Regions from separate parts of the Anas platyrhynchos genome. Here region 2 is linked to region 1. Evidence: chromatin contacts called from public Hi-C data. All regions are on one chromosome and are shown on one strand. Each heading gives the region's core, a stretch centred on a gene start, on an enhancer-like site or on the middle of the called end of the contact. The rest is flanking DNA. Distances are from core to core; before and after follow the strand shown. Region 1 holds the start of PTCH2 (patched 2). Region 2 overlaps EIF2B3 (eukaryotic translation initiation factor 2B subunit gamma).

Region 1 (2,755 bases), core at 129-2,628:
GGTGGAAGGAGGGGATGCACACCTCTTGGGGGTGGGGAGGGTGCAGTGGGGGCACCCAGCCCTCAGGAGGGACACCCTGTGGGTATGGTGGGTGGGTATGGGGTGGGGGGGGGGCACCTGGTTATGGGGACTGGTTATGGGAAGATGGTTGGCCTTATGGGGTGGGGGAAGGGAGAAACGGGGGGGTACATTTGGGGTAGCATTTGGGGGCTGCCCATTATTTGTGGGGAGGGACCTGTGGGGTAAGTCCTCACCCTTGGAGTGGGGGGCATGTATGGGGAAGGGATGCTGTGTTCCAAAATAATATAGGGAAGGGATGGTCCCACTCTGAAAATAAAGGGGAAGGGGGGCTCCCCCTCCAAAAAACGAAGGGAAGGGGTGCTGCCCCTCCGAAAATTAAAGGGAAGGGGTGCTCCCCCTTTGGGAAATGAAGGGAAGGGATGCTCCCCCTCTGAAATAAACAGGGGAGGGAGTGCTCCCCCTCTAAAAAAAATAAAAAAGGGATGCTCCCAGCCCCCCAGAAAAAGAAGGGGAGGGGAGGGGCGCTCCCCCTGCATAATCGAAAGGGAGGAGGTGCTCCCCCTGCCAAAAGGGAAGGGAAGGGATGCTCCCCAAAAAAATTAAAGGGAAGGGATGCTCCCCCTCTAAAAAAATGAAAATAGGGATGCTTCCCCCCAAAAAAATAAAAGGGAAGGGATGCTCCCCTTCCAAAGTAAAAAGGGGAAGGGATGCTCCCCCTGTAAAAAAAATAAAAAGGGGATGCTCCCCGTCTGAAAATTAAAGGGGAGGGATGTTCCCCCCCAAAAAATAGAGGGAAGGGATGCTCCCCCCAAAAAAAATTAAAGGAAGGGATGCTCCCCCCCAAAAAAAATAAAGGGCAGGGATGCTCCCCCCGCTAAAAAAGGAAGGGCAGGGCTGCTCCCCTTCCAAAATAAAATGGAAAAAAAAAAAAAAGAAAAAGAAAAAAGGGATGCACCCCCCCCCATAAAAAAAAAAAAAAAAAAAAAAAGCAAAAAAACAAAAACCAAAAAAGAAGGGCAGGGATGCTCCACCCCCCCCCGGGGCTGTGTATATGTGTGTGTGTGTGCGGGGGGGGGGCAGGGCCCGTGTGTGTGTGTGTGTGTGTGTGTGTGTGTGTGCCGGGGGGGGGGCCCCGCCGTGTGTGGCCGGCGGCGGCGGGCGCAGCGTTGCCTGGCAGCGGGGGCGCTGGGCGCTGCCGCGGCGGCGGCGGCCAATGGGAGCGGCGGCGGCGGCGCGGCCCCGGCGCCCCCCGCCCCCGCCTCCCCCTTTAGAGGCGCGGCGGGCGGCGGGCGGCGCAGAGCCCCGCGCCCCGGCCCCGCTCAGCGGCCGCCGCCGAGCTCCATGGGGGCCGCGCTCGGCCCCACTTAAGGCGCCGGGGGTCGCCCCCCGCCCGCCCGCCCGGCCGCGAGCCCCCCGCCATGCAGCCGCCGCCGCAGCCGCCCCCCGCCCCGGCACCGCCACCGCCACCGGCACCGCTCCGAGCCGCCCGCCGCAAGCCGGCCCCCGAGGTAAGGCGCTGGAGCTGCCCCCCCCCCCCTAACCCCGGCGGCACCCAGCCGCGCCGACAGCATCCCCGCCGTCCCAAATGGGTTTCAGGCGTTTTGAGGCGTTTTGAAGCGTTTTGAGGCATTTGGAAGCGTTGTGCGGATTTTATACAATTCTTTAATATTTTTTTATAATTTGGCTAATTCTTTGTAATTTTGTAATTCTTCGTGTTTTTTACCATCCTTCATGCTTTCATAGTTTTTATATTTTTATAACATTTTATCTTTTTATAATCCTTCATATTTTTATTTTTTCATATATTTTTATGACTCCTTACGTTCCCTATAATTTTCGATATTTCTACAACTCTTTACATTTTTATAACCTTCTACATCTTAACAATCCCAAATCACTCCTGATCACACCACAATTTTTCAATTTTCCCATTATTTTTCCCCTTTGGGGGTGTGATTACCCTCACCGAGCATCCTCACCCCCTGCCCTCTAACCCCCTCCCCCCCCCTTTGCTTTTTGGGGATGCTGAGCCCTCCTGGGCCCCCTCCCCAAATCCTCACGGTGCCCCCCCCCCGCTCCCCTCCGCAGGGCAGGGTGGGGGGCCGGAGGGCCCCGCTGTGGCTGCGGGCCCGCTTGCAGGCGCTGCTCTTCGCCCTGGGCTGCCGGATCCAGCGGCACTGCGGGAAGGTGCTCTTCGTGGGGCTGCTGCTCTTCGGGGCGCTGGCTGTAGGGCTGCGGGTGGCCTCCGTCGAGACCGACATCGAGCACCTCTGGGTGGAAGGTAAGCGTGACCCCAAGGCTCGCCAATGTCCCCGTGGCTCCTGCTGTCCCCAATCCCTCCTGGGTTTGTCCCCACGGCCACGCGGGACACCCACGGGGTGATGCTCCCCGGCTGCCCCATGGGGTCCCCGCACGTGGGGTGCCACCGGCGGTGCTGTGCGCACCGGGGCTGCCCACGGGGGTCCCCCCACGCGTGTTTTCCCCCCCACGCGTGTTTTTCCCCCCCGTTATCCCCATCCACACATCCCCTTCTCCCAGCTCTGCGCCCGGTGCCCGCCGGGGAGCATCCCCCGGGGCCGATCCCGACCGCGGCTCCCGGAGCGCATCCAGGAGGGGAGCGGGGAGCGGGGTTAGGGTCAGGCCGGGAGCAAATCCCCATTTCCGAGGGGAAACCCTGCCTAAAACCCGGCCCTTTGTTATTAATAAGCGCGAGCACAGATTTTTCTCGCCCCCC
Region 2 (2,755 bases), core at 189-2,688, 66 kb before region 1:
GGTCACTACCACAGCTGGCACGCTTGGGAGAGAGTTCAGTTGCTGTCTTCTCCTCTTGCTTTTTCAGTCCTGGCTTGTGATCCGTGGTGAAAATGGCTCTGTGCTACTGCTTTTTGCATTAGGGACTACTTAAGTCTAGAATAATGATATTTCTCCTACTTAATTACTGAAGCCAAGCTGTCTCCTGACGAGAGGGCGTGCCAATGTCTCTGCATCACAGCCATAAAACGATTGCTAATTTTAGCAAAGAGCTGGACTTTGTAATTACAGCTGAAAAAAAAAAAAAAATATATATATATATAATATCAGTATTGTGCAAATACACTGAGCAGTGTCTTAATAGCTGTCAAGACAGCTTTTCCTTCAAGACTTGTTTTAAAAGAGCAGTGACTGTCTCATAATTAAAGGCAGTTCCCACCTGCTGTACTGAGGTAGCACACGCTGAGCTGTGCAGAACAGTGCATGAAGCTTTAAATTCAGCAATAATTATCCAAGGCAGGAAGTTATCCTCAAAATATCATCTCACTACGTTGAATTTGCCAGAATTTATTCTTGCCCACTGCAGTGTTCTAATCGTCACGTTACCATTGCGTAAAAGGAGCAAAATTCCTTTCACTTAACCTCAAGCTGTTGTTATCCAGGTCCTAGTAGCGGGTGAAAGATGAGGCAAAAATTTGGAAATCCAACTCTGTCCTCAGTGCAGTGCATGTTTATGTCCAGCTGGGCTCCAAGCTGTAGTACTCCAAGCTCAGTGTCATCCTGAAAGCATTTGAGGTGTCAGCTCAGAGTAGTGTCATGCGGCGGCTCCTGCTATGGCTATTAACAAATCTGGAAATTTGAAATCATGAGTAATCTGGTCTAACCAGAAGCTAATGCAGTGTGGTTGTAACTGCTGTAATTACTTGCTTAAAAAAATGCAAATTTGGACTTTGGGTGGATGTTAAATTCTTCTTGTGGTAACAAATGTTCCTGTGTCCTTCCACCCCCCCCCTTGATATTTATGTTAATCATCCCCTGGTATTTCTGATGGTGTTTTGTAAAACACCAGTTACCTATTAAAAGAATTACTCAGAGCTATTTTTGTTTGAAAAATGAAGAGATGTCTGCAGTTGGCTTCAGCCTGACTTCACCTTTCCTTTGGTTTTGAATTCTCTTGTCACTGTGCAACAAGAATGATGCACTCTCTAATTTTAAGGCTTTATTTTAGTGACAGTCTTATCTGATACTTTCAAAATATCTGCTAACAAATAGTATAGTTTCTTTTGAACTGGACAAGTATGCAAGTATCTGTATGGCATGTGTGGTGTTTCTGTTGCTTGGTGTGTTTCTTCAGTGCAGAACTGGGCAGTGTTCGAATGCTGATGTCATCCTGAGCCCTGATGGCTTTCTGTGTCCCGAAAGCTCCTGGCTCGAGGTTGATGTTGCCCTGCCTCCAGGCTGCCATGTGTCTGAGGATGCATCTGAACACGTGGGCTGAGTCATGACTTGAGCTTAGCCAAGTCAGGAAACCCCTCTGCCTTAATTCAGGGAAGCAGGATTCATCAAGTCTGACTGCAGACACCTCGTCTAGTTTTTCCTAAAATGTGTTTTTCTTACATGTACCTATTCAGTGTTGTGATGTGTGTGGAACAGCCCGTGTCCTGGTCGTCACAGCCACGTTCCCCCTGCACTGGCGTCAGAGCCAACTTTCATGCCATTATCCTTTAATTTCTGCCTGAGGTGAAGCTATTTTGGTTAACTAATAAATTATATGACATTTTTAATTGAGATCTTATCAGTATGAAAATGCTTACTGTGCTATCAAATGCTAAAATGCTCACATTTTGGTGGAGTTGAGATGTGTGTGGTATGGCTGCAAAAGCTTGTCACGAAGCAAAAGTGAGGCAGCAGTGGTAGGTTGCAGGAGGAGATGAAAAGGAAGCCCAGGTCAAAGCACCAGCCGGGGAAACTTCAGACCCTCAAAGAGCAGGAGCTAAGTATAACTCACTTGCTGTAGATGAAAGAAATGAGCGTTGCCAGATTTACTGCAGAGGGCCTCCTATATAGGCTGGATTTTGGTAGTTTTCAGTAATTTAAATTGTAGCACTTGAATTTTTCCCTTCTGTGGATTCAAAGCTCAAGTCTTCTTCCCTTCTAGACGGTAAGTGCTGGGGGGAGCCAGGCACTGCTTTGTCCAGCACAGAGCAAGTACTGCTCACTTCTCTCCCGCTGTTCTTCCTTCTCACCCTCCTGACCTGCCATCTGACTCTTGTTGGGTTGTTCTCCATCCCATGAAACTTCCATGAAACATGGCTGTTTTTATGCAAGTATCTTCCCAGGAAAGACCCACAGACATGCACCTTCTGCCATTGGAGCCCCTTTGTCCGGTGAAGATCCTGGCAAAGGAAAGGGAGTGATAAAATATGGCCTATGCACAGTAACAGATTTTTTTTAAAGGGTATTTTTCATTTTAAGGAACTAGTGGTGTAGATGGGTTTCACAAGGTTCCTGTGAGGCTTCTCATGAGGGGATATCCAGAGGTACGTGGGACAGCATGTCATGCTCTTTCCATTGATTTTTCTGCTTCTGATTTTACTTGAACTTTGAAGGGGGTAGGGGAATTTCCTTGTTTTATTATTCCAAAGGTATGTAATTACCTCAAATCCCCAAGTTTTGCAGATCGTACCTCTTAAATTCTAGCCACGAGTAAAATCCACCTCACCTGAGGGGCACCGAGTGCTGAGGCTCCGTGAGCAAGGCTGCGATCCGCGGGTTG

The links. A called contact is a pair of places that touch in the nucleus more often than the background predicts.
Region 2: a Hi-C map of liver shows a contact between it and region 1, with 2.4 times the contacts expected there. The contact joins the enhancer-like site here to the promoter of PTCH2 in region 1. A contact is called at or near these places in 2 of 8 Hi-C or Micro-C datasets (liver and skeletal muscle).

What each region holds. Positions count from the first base shown.
Region 1 is chr8:29,498,068-29,500,822 of IASCAAS_PekinDuck_T2T, reverse strand. PTCH2 (patched 2) reads left to right here and starts at 1,378. Exons shown (of 24, transcript XM_038183163.2): 1 at 1,378-1,529; 2 at 2,110-2,302. The coding sequence starts at 1,440.
Region 2 is chr8:29,563,989-29,566,743 of IASCAAS_PekinDuck_T2T, reverse strand. All of the region lies in intron 5 of EIF2B3 (eukaryotic translation initiation factor 2B subunit gamma), which reads left to right. Among named protein-coding and RNA genes, the nearest start is that of EIF2B3, 39 kb to the left of the region's middle. Within about 2 kb of position 1,438, at least 2 of the 8 cell types and tissues checked have an H3K27ac peak or open chromatin away from gene starts, as enhancers often do.